Linked DNA regions of Zea mays: region 2 is linked to region 1. The links are chromatin contacts, called in public Hi-C maps. All regions are on one chromosome and are shown on one strand. Each heading gives the region's core, a stretch centred on a gene start, on an enhancer-like site or on the middle of the called end of the contact. The rest is flanking DNA. Distances are from core to core; before and after follow the strand shown.

Region 1 (6,357 bases), core at 3,095-5,594:
AATGCTAGAGCCTCCCACATGATTGGGGTCTAGCGAAGGGATAAACCAAGGCAAGCCTCCCCCCTGCAAATGCAGAAAGACTACCTCGAACCCAGGCCCCGGTGAATTAGTGAGACAGCTCTCACCACTGCACCATGCATGCCCTTTCAGACTTATCTATATATTGTAATCAATTATCTTCACCATTGTGATGGATCAGCTGTGGTTTCACTCTCCTTCGTCACCGAGCCTCTAAGATACTTAATTTTGATAACTGTTGGTCTCATAGATATTTGATTGAAGACTCCCTTTGGAAATTGGAATGCGGGTTTTATTTTTCATGTTTCCTGTGAAATTTTGCATTCCAAAGGGGATATACTATTCTCCTTAAACTGTGTTTTTTTTAGAGTGGAATAGTTCTTCATGCTCACTTTCATCTTTTGTAGGATGGGATGCTTAAATATAAAGGAACATACGAAATTATATCGCCTGATGATATTGGTCTAACACGTGCAAATGAATTTGGTATTGTTCTTGGGAAACTCAGGTATCATGCAACACACCTATCCCTCTTTACTTCACTTCCTCATATATTCTATTATGATGTCTCTCTAGGAGACTTCTCTCATCTACGTTTTCTGATTCAGTGTTCATGCTCCAACAAAGGAGCCTCAAATGCTTAAAATTTTGAATGCTAGTATATTATGGCTACTATACTGTCATATCTTGGCCTGGGTAGATTGTGTGATATTTTGGCCCAAGGCTTAATAGGATTGATAGAATACTAATATAAATAAGGTGCATCTTCTTTTTCGGAAGCCTATTTCGAAAAAATCTTTGGGTTAAGTGTGCTTGGCCTAGAGAAATCTTAGAATGGGTGACCGACTGAGAAGTCTTCTCGGACGGGGTGCTACAATTGATATCAGAACCGACCCTCACGGTTTCATGGACGTGTGTGAGCTAGGGATTCGGGTATACGGCGCATGACGCATGTGGGCCCAGAGTGGTCACATGACATGGCATATGACGACACTAGACACACAGACGTGGCCAAAAGGGGGAGGTTCTGGCTTAGGGTTGACTGACAAGGACGTCGATCTTCTGTGGATTGTCATATCCTGGCCCGGGTGAATTGTGCAATATCTTAGCCCAAGGCTTAATATTATTGATAGAATACTCATACAAATAAGATTCATCTTCTTTTCGAAAGCCTATCTCGAAGGAACCTCTGGGTTAAGCGTGCTTGGCCCAAAGCAATCTTAGGATGGGTGACCAACCGGAAAGTCTTCTCAAATTGCGTATGAGTGAGGGCAAAGTGCGCATAGAAGACTCGTGTGTTGGTCTGTGGAGATGGTCTATGGCCCTAGAGGGCTGACAGGAGTAAGTACCGGCGGTCCGGTAGTGGACGAGGTGTTACATATACTATGTAGGCATTAGCTGTTGGTGACACATGTACAGCTAGTGTTACAAAAGTATTGGTGGTAGTAGGGTATGATGTAAAGCATTAGACTTCAGTCACAACATAAATCCGATATCATTATGCTATGACATACTATATTCTTGAACTGGAAGCTTGATTTTTTTTCATGGAAGAAATTTCTGATCAAATATATGATCTAATTTATTATGATTACGCTTCTAAAATCATTATATTAGTTCAACTGAATATTATGTGTTCAACACAATTAGGCAGGGGCATACATCAGTAAATTAGATCAAATTTGAGAATCTCATCCATACTAATGTTTTCTGTTCTTGCTTTTTAGCGGAAGGCATGCTGTGAGATCTAAGCTAGTAGAGGTAAAGCTTAGATGTTTTGGGGGTCTTCTGTTCAAGTTTTCTTTCGATTCCTGTTCTTATTGTTTTCCAATGTGATCTTCATTGTTCAAACTGTAGCTTGGATATGAAATCGGTGACAAGGAATTTGAGGACTTCTTTAAACGCTACAAAGAGGTTGCAGAGAAGAAAAAGGTGACTCTTTTCTAAAGCATGCTTACACTATTTCTTATGTGACCTTCCTTTTTGGGCCATGTCACCTTTTTATTACCCAATGTTATCTCCACCATATTATTGTAATCTTTCAAAAATTGCATGCATTGATTAATAGCTTCCACATTGCTTTTTAGGCCATGTCACCTTTTTCCTGTACATTTTTTTAACGATTACATTTTCCTTGGAGAGCTGCTTGCTTCCATGTTCTGTTTTATTCGTCAAACTTATATTATAACACATTAACATGTACATTCTCTACACATGGAAACTAACCCAATTTGTTCACAATTTATAGCGCGTAACTGATGAAGACTTAGAAGCGTTATTGTCAGATGAGATATTCCAGCCTAAGGTTATTTGGTCCCTTGCTGATGTACAGGTATTGTTGAGCTGCAGTTTACTAAACTTTGGTTAGCAGGAACGTGATATGCTAAGCTTAAAATATGATTCATCCTTTTGCAGGCAACATGTGGTACACTTGCTTTATCTACGGCAACAGTGAAATTGGTAGCACCAGATGGAGAGGAGAAAATAGCATGTTCAGTCGGAACAGGTCCAGTCGATGCAGCTTACAAGGCTGTTGACAAAATAATCCAGGTTTGTTGGCACCACACTTTTAATCTTTCTTGCACTGGTACACTACTTCTAAGTTCTAACAATGGAATATGAATGATGTTTTTTGGTATTTTTCTTGCACTGGTACACTACTTCAAACCTGAACGAATATGAATGTTGTATTTTCTTTTAATATTAGAAGTACTTGTTTTTCTTGATAAGGACTAGAAATACTTGTATCAGGGTGAACCTCTGACTGTATTATCATCATGATAACCCACAGCTTTTTCTAGGGTCTGCATGAAATTTATCACAAGCAGATGAATTTCAAGAGACGATACACTGGCTTGATGTTAAAAATAAAATGACATCTATAAGGGTCGTGACTTGTGATTCTTACCATGATTTATTAGAGCATCGTGTCTGAGTATGTTTTAGCATCTTGAGAAAGAAATCAAGTGTCAGTTATGTTGCTTGGGATGGCACCAAGGCCCATTTCAAAAGCTGCAGTATCATACAGTGTGACATGAAATAGATACTCTATTGACAACACTTCTTCTCTGTCTTTGAAAATTGGGTATATTTGTGTTATTCTAACCAGAAAATAACAGGGGTGTGCAAAAAAAAAAGATGTCAATTATTTAATCATCTAACACCATATTGAGTGAGTATGACATGGGTTGTCTCCTACCAGTCTGGAGTAGAGAAGCACTAATAGACTAACTAGTGCACGCAGGGGTTGTATCTAACTCATCAGATCCGTTTATTTTGTTTCGTTGACTACCGAACTATCAGAATGAAGAGAAATCCTGATTGAACTTAACAATCTGCAGATTCCAACGGTTCTCCGAGAATACAGTATGACATCAGTCACAGAAGGCATTGACGCAATCGCGACAACTCGGGTTGTTGTCACTGGAGATGTGAGCAACAACGCCAAACATGCCCTGACTGGCCAGTCCTTCAACCGCTCCTTCAGGTTATATAGCAGTTGTTTGAAATCTGTTTCAATTTCTGCTATTCTGTTCTTCTTTCTCACTGTGTCTTCGTGTTTGTCGTATGGCTTCAGCGGGAGCGGGGCATCCATGGACATTGTGGTGTCCAGTGTCAGAGCTTACCTGAGCGCCCTGAACAAGATCTGCAGTTTCGCTGGCGCCGTGAAAGCCAGCAGCGATGTAGCTGAGACCGCAAGCGTCCCGAGCACAGAATGAGCTTCCGTTTAGTTCACAGTGACATGTTCAAAATTTCTGGAAGGATCTTCCATTGAGCTTAGGACAGGCAGGAAGTCTTGGGGCCTATGTAGTGTACAATTTATGTGTGTCATATCCCGTGCTCGTTGCCAGTTTGTATTGTACCATATATAAACCATAGAATATGTTGCCATTTAGAAGTCTGGCCAAGGTCAGCTGTAATGATTCACATGCTTATAGCCTGGAAACATTAGACATTGAAAACCCGAGCGGTGAATAAAGGATGCCCAAGGTAGAAACTGTGATGAATCATCCATATCAGTGTTGTGATGCCAGCATGAATATTCATTCGGCGAACCTTACATGCGGTCAGCCGGACAACACCAGAATCGGAGGCATGCATGATCCACGTAGCCTAGAATCTTGTTGCTGTAAATAATAAATCGATTGATCGATCGATTGCAAGCAAGTGGCCAGAGGGCAGCAAATAATAAATCCAGGTTCTTTAGTAGCAGCAAATCGGCATACTTTACCAGATCGCCACAACGATCCGTATCTCTGAGACTTTGAGCAGGCCGGGTCAGCACGATCACACGGCAATCTACTCCTCCCCTACTTGCTAGAGGACAGAAAACCACCCCCAAGAACTAAAAAACTAACCGAGCCATATCATATGATATGATATGATGTGATATGGTAGTAGCACTAGCAGCAGTATGAAAAAGGCAGAGGGAACAAAAGAAAATGGTGGTGGATCCTTTCGGGCCCCTGCTCTAGAATACTAGCGCAACTGATATGGGGTCAATTCGTGGCAAGATTTGGAGCAAATCTGCTCCAGGATCTTGCTTTCCATGCGCTGGGACTTTCTTTTAGTCACCGCACCTTTTTCCCCTTCGCTTTGCTTTCCACGATTCCACACATCATATCTCCTCGAATCGTTTCATGTGCTTACTGCTTATATATATATATGTGTGTGTGTCTGTCGACTCAAGCACACACACACACATCCTCCACCACCATTCATCAGAAAGCGAAGCACCAGCCTCTGATGCCAAGCCAAAGCACACACACCTCCTCCAGCCTTTCTTCCTCTACAACCCCAATTCTTCCCTGCAGCTCTGCTGCTGCCTTGTTTCGATCGGTCATGGCGGCGGTGGCCACAGAGACTCCGTTCCATGTCCTGGCGGTGGACGACAGCCTCCCGGACAGGAAGCTCATCGAGAGGCTCCTCAAGACCTCTTCCTTCCAAGGCAAACTCAGCCACCGGATGATTATTCCCGTCTCCTTTGCCTCTGCTCTGAGTCTCACGAAAGGTGGCCGGCCCCTTTGGCTTTTGTTTCTGAATGTATGCAGTGACCACTGTCGACTCCGGGAGCAAGGCGCTGCAGTTCCTGGGCCTCCATGACCAGGACAGCACGGTTCCTCCTGTCCACACGCACCAGCTGGTAAGAAGAAGATGGCTTCCTCTTCCTAGCTCCTACGAGTTGGTTGGTCAACCGTGTTGTGCACTGCTTGTATTGTCTTCTCCTAGCGTCACTAGCTAGTCCTCAAGAAGAGGTTTCTGGTGTAATCAGGATGTGGCTGCCAATCAGGATGTGGCTGTGAACCTGATCATCACAGACTACTGCATGCCTGGCATGACAGGATATGACCTGCTCAAGAAGATCAAGGTGACTACTGAACTACTCCGGCATGATCACTGAACATTCTGTATAGTGCTTGCTTTCTGGCATGATCACTGAAGATAACAAGGCCTAAAGATGCATGTTTGGTTTGGTTTGCTCTACCAGGAGTCGTCGTCTCTCAGAGATATCCCGGTGGTGATCATGTCCTCTGAGAACATTCCTTCAAGGATCAATAGGTGAGCAGTCAGCTAGCACTCTACTATTTGTCTTGTGGATCTAAACAACAGTTTTTAAGGGAAACAAATCTTAAGTTAAAAATTGGGGAAAAATTACACTAGTGAGGTGAGGACTTGAGTAGAGTTCAGGCAAGAAAACAACTTTATCATTTATAAGGATTTTTTTAGCAGCCGGCCTGTTCTTGCTCAGAAAATCACATCATGTTCACAAAACCATTAGACAGCCACTATAAAGTTCCTTTTTTCTCTCTCTCTTCCATGCATGCGGACATAAATAAATGAATAAGTTTTGTACCAAAAGATTGGATATGGAAATCTCTCCGAATCCTTAATGATCTGCTGTCACATGTGTTGTATAATAGTAGATGACAGCAACCCTTGTATTATATCTCGGCCTGGTCGGTGTAAAATAAATCAAAAACAAATAAAAGAAGATATGAAATGATACGCAGTTCGATCTTGCGGATCTTTTCATATCGCCGTACGTATCCATGGAACAGGTCTGTTGATGCAGACAGGTCACTAGCACCACTGACAAATTGTTGCGTTGCGCGATACACCAGTGGCAGGGCGCTAAAGTCAAAGAAAGAATCAAACGATATTATTGCTGTTCTTTCGAACAAAAAAAAAAGAAGGAATCATAAGATATGACATATCCAAAAATAAAAATATATAAAAAAACACAAGTTGCAAGACTTGTCTTTTAACAGCATATATATGATGCTCTATATATGATCAACGGGAGAGAGAGAAAACTAACAATCCTGGTTTTGAAATTCT
Region 2 (5,729 bases), core at 597-3,096, 160 kb before region 1:
CCAGGCGGAGACGGAGTAGAGCGGCTTGCGGTGCCAGCAGAAGAAGAAGGCCTTCCCGCTGGCGTCGTGCGCCACCTGGTACGCGGAGTCGTCCCCGCCGCCGCCCCACCCGCAGCTCTGCAGCAGCTTCCGCGCCTCCATCATGCCGTCGTAGCTAAGCCCGACGCGCTCCATCCCGGCGGCCTCCATCCGGCGCGCCCACCGCGCCAGCCGCTCGTGCCGCTCCTTGCGCTCCGCGCCCTCCCGCGCCACCACGCCGCGGATCTCCTCCCCGAGCACCAGCCGCTCGGCGCGCGCCCGCTCCCCCGCGCACCGGTGCGCCTGCGCCGCCGACGCGCGCTCCAGGCAGTCGAACAGCGACGCGTAGTAGTTGAGCGCCTCCTCGAACCGCTCCATGAACGTGGGCGCGTTGTGGTTCGCCTCCGGCTCCGCCACCACCATGATCTTGGGCGACAGCGCCCGCACCGCGCGCAGGAAGCTCCCCAGCTTCGGCGCCTTTTCCCTCTGCTGCTGCTGCCCAGGCACCGGCGACGACTGCGGCGAGATAGAGAGCACCGGCGAGTAGTCCGGGCTCAGCTGCAGCCGCGTGTTGAGCTCCCGCTCCAGCAGCTCGCCGAAGCTGCTGGGGCTGGAGCGCGCGATGATCTGCACCGGGGTGAGGCAGCTGCTGCCCGGGACGTGCACGTGCCTGCTGCTCCTGCCGCCGCCGGCGTCGTCGGCCGCCAGGAGGCGGTGCAGCTGCCCCACCACGCTGACGGCCAGCGCCTCGCCGGAGCGCACGCGGAGGAGGTGCCGCAGCGCGTCCGCGTCCAGGTCCTCCAGCCTGGCCTCCACGGCGCTGAACTGGAACGGGATGTCGAACGCCTCGGCCTCCCTGGCGAGCACGCAGGCCATGCTGGCCAGGAACTCCTTGGCGTCGTGCACGGCCGTGACGCGGAGGTGCGGGGGCCCCCCGCGGCGGCTGCGGAAGGCGTGGAACAGCGCGATCCACTGCACCGGGTTGGCGGCGGGGCCGGAGAGGTCGACGACGTGCACGAACCTCTCCCCCTCCATGGCCTCCAGGACGGCGTGGTTGGTGGTGAGGTAGGCCAGCTTCATGAAGGGCAGCACGTCGAAGAGGTGGCGCCGCGCGGCGGGCACCAGGTGCGCCTCCGCGGGGCTGCCCGGCCCCGTGGGCAGCAGCGCCCGCGACAGGCCTGGCACCAGGTTGAGCAGCTTCCGCGCCAGCGCGTCGGCGAAGACGGCGGCGAGGCGCTGCAGCGTGTGCGGCGCGTCCAGCGACGCCAGCTGCGTGATCTGCTCAAGGTAGAAGTTGGCGCGGTCGAAGGCGCCCGCCGCCACCTCCGCCGCGCACTGGTACAGCAGGCTGATGAGGCGCAGGCCCTGCTGGTCGTGGCTCAGCTCCTGCACCCACGACGACCCGTGCGGGTGCGGCGACGGCGTGCACAGCGACGACGCCGGAGACGACGTGGCCGACGACAGCGTGTCCTCCTGGAACATGTCCATGTCGGTTGCTTCGGACGGGCGGGGGCTTGTGGTCAATTAATGGACCGTCGCTGCTGCTGCGCTGGATATGAAGGCACCGCACGCCATTGCTGGGCTTGGACACTGGACCTTGGCGTGGCGACAAACGTGTTGGCAAGCCTGCAGGGGTCTCGAGTTCATACGTTCCGAGGTGGGTGACCTTGTCATGGAGCGCAGAAGCGACGAGGCAGGAGTGGACGCATGTGCGGCAAGGGCTAAGCCGATGTCGTCTGCATCTCGGTGGAATCACTAGGCAGCCCGGGAGATATTCGCTTGGAACTTATCTGCAGCGTTTTGGATCAGACAATTTTGCGATCAATTCAATCCCAGGCATGGCTCCAAAATCTGCATTCATGTTAATTTCGTCAGAGGACAAGAAGCAAACACTTGAGCCTTGTCAGCTTTACCACAGCAAAAACAAATGCTTGGTGATTGCAAGGTGGCCGCTTCTTGGAGAAGTCGTTCAGATTTGACGCGCATGCTTGTTTAATACTCCCTCCGTTTCTTTTTATTTGTCGTTGGATAGTGTAATTTTGTACTATCCAGCGACAAATAAAAAGAAACGGAGGGAGTAATAATAACTTGTTCTTGTTTGCAAGGAGAACATGTCCACCTAGGACTAGGAACGACGTGCGTCACAATTTCAGATCTCTTCTGCAGATCCATATGCATGGATATCCAAATCCAAATGAAGAACACAACAGAAGCACGGCAAAAAAAGGCAGCAACACCATCTTACACCAAATAGGAGAAATTCCAATGATACCTAATTCGCATGGCTTTTCAAGATGTTAAAGCTAGGTAGGAACTAAACTGATGGAGAGCAACCCAAAATTGATTTTTTTAAGAAAAGGCGGCAAGAGAATTGCCACAATTCATTTAAAGAAAGAGATCTTTTTTGAAAGGGAAAGGCAAACCAATATATTAGAAGGGAGAAAAAAAACATTACAAACTGGTACAAATCCATACAACTTAACGATCCTGCACTAGGCGGAACACTGACACTGAAACAAAGACCCGACCCCCTTGACCAGAACTGCTTAGTAAACAGACATCAAGAAAGAGGGTTAGGGCAACTAGCCGCTACAGACAAGCTAAACCTCTACCAACGAGCTCTTTCACCACCTACGCAACTTGCTCTGTCGTTCTCTGTTGTCTCTTGAAGATTCTGTTGTTTCTTTCCAACCTCCATCAGAAATAAATTAGTAAGTCATCGAAACTTTTGCTTAATTGCTTGCTACAGAGCATTCTCAGTCTATGCCACCAAGTGTACAGGTTCCCTTCTTTGGAGTACCGTCTAGGAACCGCAGATCGACCTAAGACAAGATCATGCTTCACACTTCCTTGAAGAAGGGACAATCCTTACATAGGTGCGCCGCTGTCTCAGCAGACAAATTACAAACCACCACGAAGCTAATGGGAGAACAGACACAACAAAACTGAAAAGAAGAAACAGAAGAAAACACACAGCATCCTTAAGAATGCAACAACAAACCATCCACTAAGAAAAACTAGCGCAACAACAACCTGATTCTTTCCAGATAGCAATTTAAAACTGATGCGTGTTATGAATTAAGTAACTCAGATACAGCGCCAGATCATAGTGCTGCAACTTGGGCCGGGCCGTGCCGGCCCGGCACAAGCCCGCCGTGCTTCGGGCCTCAATTAGTCGGGCCTAGCAAGCACGAAATAAAATCGGGCCGTGCCTTATCGGGCTTAGTGAGTAAAAATAAGGCCCAGCACGGCCCTAAAGCACGACGGGCTTCCGTCGGGCCGTGCTGGCCCAGGCACGGCACGCAATTTAAGCAGTAAACAAAACAAGATTACAATAAAATAAGTAGAAGTAGCTGGCCCTTCTTCAGTTGATGAGGGACAAATGGGCCTCCAAGCTTGCTTTGGATTGGAAGAAGCTAGCTGATCAGTGGATGCGGACGGGCCTATCGAACACCCAACTGAAGCATACCGACTGGGCCTCCATTTGAGCCGCACGGTCTTGAGCCAGCTCCTCCATCCTGCGTATCTTGCGCGGCAGGCCACACACGTAGTCCTGCGCGCGCCGCCCCTCGCCGGACAGGCCAGCGTCGAGCTCCGCCACCTTCCACCTGCGCACGAAATGCTCCACCATGTCGGCGTAGTCTGCCGCCGTGTACACCCCTGAGCGCCGCGCAACCGCGGAGAAGTGATCGAAGAGGCGATCGTCGCGGCCGTCGGCCATGAGCTCGCCGGGCATGGTGACCTTGGCGCGCATGACGGCGGCGAGCGCCCGCACCATGCCGTCCGGGTCTTCCTCGAAGGCCCTGTCGGACGCCCTCGTGTAGGCGGCCTCGTGGCGCCTCTCGTCGGCCGCGATGACGCCGCAGAGCTTGGCGAGGCAGGCGTCGCCGTGGAGGCCGGCCAGCCTGGCGGTGCGGGCGTGGGAGACGAAGGTGGCGCGCGCCTGGGAGATGGCTGCTCGCCGCTGGGCGCCTGGGAAGTCAGGAAGAATGGAGATGGCCGCTGGTGGCGTGGGTTAGTGGCGGCTGCTGGCGTGGGCTAGTGGCGGCTGGTGGAGAGACGAATGGACGTTGAAACCCTAAAACGTGACCGCGTGAGAAACACTAAAACGTGTCGGGCCGGCCCGAGCACGGCCCACTACGGCGTGCCAGGCTACTTGGGCCGTCGGGCCGCCAACCAGAGCACGGCCCAGCCCGTATAACGTGCCGTGCTGGCCCGTGTAATTTTTGTTCGTGCTGGGCCGGGCTTCGTGCCACTAATTTCGTGTCGGGCTCGTGCTGGCCCAGCAGGCACGGCCCAAACTTGCAGGACTACCAGATCATATCAACTTCTAAACGTACACTCTCTGGTCCCAGACTTGTTTGGCCTCCACGCCGATACAGAGTAGAGACGCGTGGAGCCCCACCCCAGCAGAAGGCCGTCGCTTTCCACCTGGTAGCGGCATGCACTCATCCCGAAGCTCGCGAGCTTGAGCTCACTCTCCCTAATGGCGCGGAAGCTGAGCGGGACGCGGCGAAACCCTGACGCGTCCATGTACATCGCCCACTGGCTGAGCCTCTCGTGCCGCTCGAGGCGGCTGGCTCCTTCGCAGAGCAGTACGTTCTTGATCTCCTCCCCCAGGACCATCCTCTCCACCTGCGCCCGGTCGCCGGCGGCACTGGCAGCCGCCACGGCGTCGAGGCTGTCGAAGAGCGCTGCGTAGTAGCCGAGCGCCTCAGCGAAGCGGGCGGAGAACGGCGGGGCGTTGTGGTTGGCGTCCTGCTCCATCACGACAACGATGCTTGGTTTGAGCCTGTGGTGGACGGCGCCGAGGAAGCTCGCCAGCGGCCTGGGTACCTGGCACTGGCACTGCGGGGACGGTGTCCGCGGATAGTTCAGGATGGAGGCCGGGCTGCGGCTGCTGCACGCCATATGCTTCAGCTGCGCGGCTGCGGTCGTTGCCATGTTCTGGAGCTGGGCGAGAGCTGAGCAGCTGGCACTGTCGTCATCAGCCGCGAGGCGCGAGCAGGCGGTGCATCTGCAGGCAACAGCTGACGGCGACCGCCTCGCCGTATTTGACCCCTAGGACGTCGCGGAAGTCGCCGCGCAAGTCCATGGTCTCCAGCCCGCCGCCGCGCACTACTAGCACGTGGTTGAACTGGAACGGGATATTGAGCCTGTGAGCCTCCTTAGCTAGCGCCGCCCTCATGCCGGCCACGAAGTCGTCGTCGTCGTGGACGACTGTCAGGCGTACTTCCGGGGGTGGCCGGCGGCCGTGGACGAAGCCGTGGAGGAGGTCGAGCCACTGGCAGGGGTGGGAGGCAGCTGAGCAGCAGGACAGGTCGACGATGCGCACAACCTTTTCGTCCTCCATCGCTTCGAGGATGGCGCGGTTGGTGGCAGCGAAGGCGGCGTGGAGGAAGGGGCTGAGGCCAGCGAAGGTACGGCGAGCGGACCGGACGCCGCCGGAGCGCTCGAAGTAGTCGGACGGGTGGATGAGGGCGCCCGCCAGGCCCTCGCAGGGGAGGAGAAGCCGGCGAGCCAGGGCGTCGGGCAGGCGCTGCAGCGGGCCGTCGGCTATCGAGGAGAGCCGCTTTATCTCGCTCAGGCTGAAGTTCGCCTTCTCCAAGGACCCCTCGCTTACGTGCGCTGCGCACTGGTACAGTGCCGGGACGAGCAGCACCAGCTCCTGCTCCTGCACAGATGGCGGCGCCATGGTTCTGATCAGTTCG

Evidence for each region. Hi-C and Micro-C count contacts between places; a contact is called where the count stands out from the background.
Region 2: a contact with region 1 is called in a Hi-C map of tassel, with 7 times the contacts expected there. The contact joins the promoter of LOC107228384 here to the promoter of LOC541632 in region 1. A contact is called at or near these places in 17 of 25 Hi-C or Micro-C datasets (bundle sheath, ear, endosperm and 6 more) and 1 of 3 datasets of contacts at active chromatin or transcription factors (leaf).

The regions. Positions count from the first base shown.
Region 1 is chr10:1,253,908-1,260,264 of Zm-B73-REFERENCE-NAM-5.0, reverse strand. LOC541632 reads left to right here and starts at 4,344. Exons shown (of 5, transcript NM_001111387.2): 1 at 4,344-4,966; 2 at 5,070-5,161; 3 at 5,291-5,386; 4 at 5,507-5,577. The coding sequence starts at 4,765. It overlaps LOC100280499 (2-isopropylmalate synthase B), which reads left to right. Exons shown (of 12, transcript NM_001367129.1): 6 at 426-526; 7 at 1,746-1,779; 8 at 1,876-1,950; 9 at 2,267-2,350; 10 at 2,434-2,568; 11 at 3,360-3,505; 12 at 3,596-4,012. The coding sequence ends at 3,737.
Region 2 is chr10:1,413,466-1,419,194 of Zm-B73-REFERENCE-NAM-5.0, reverse strand. LOC107228384 (Scarecrow-like protein 3) reads right to left here and starts at 1,846. Exons shown (of 1, transcript NM_001320427.1): 1 at 1-1,846. The coding sequence starts at 1,506.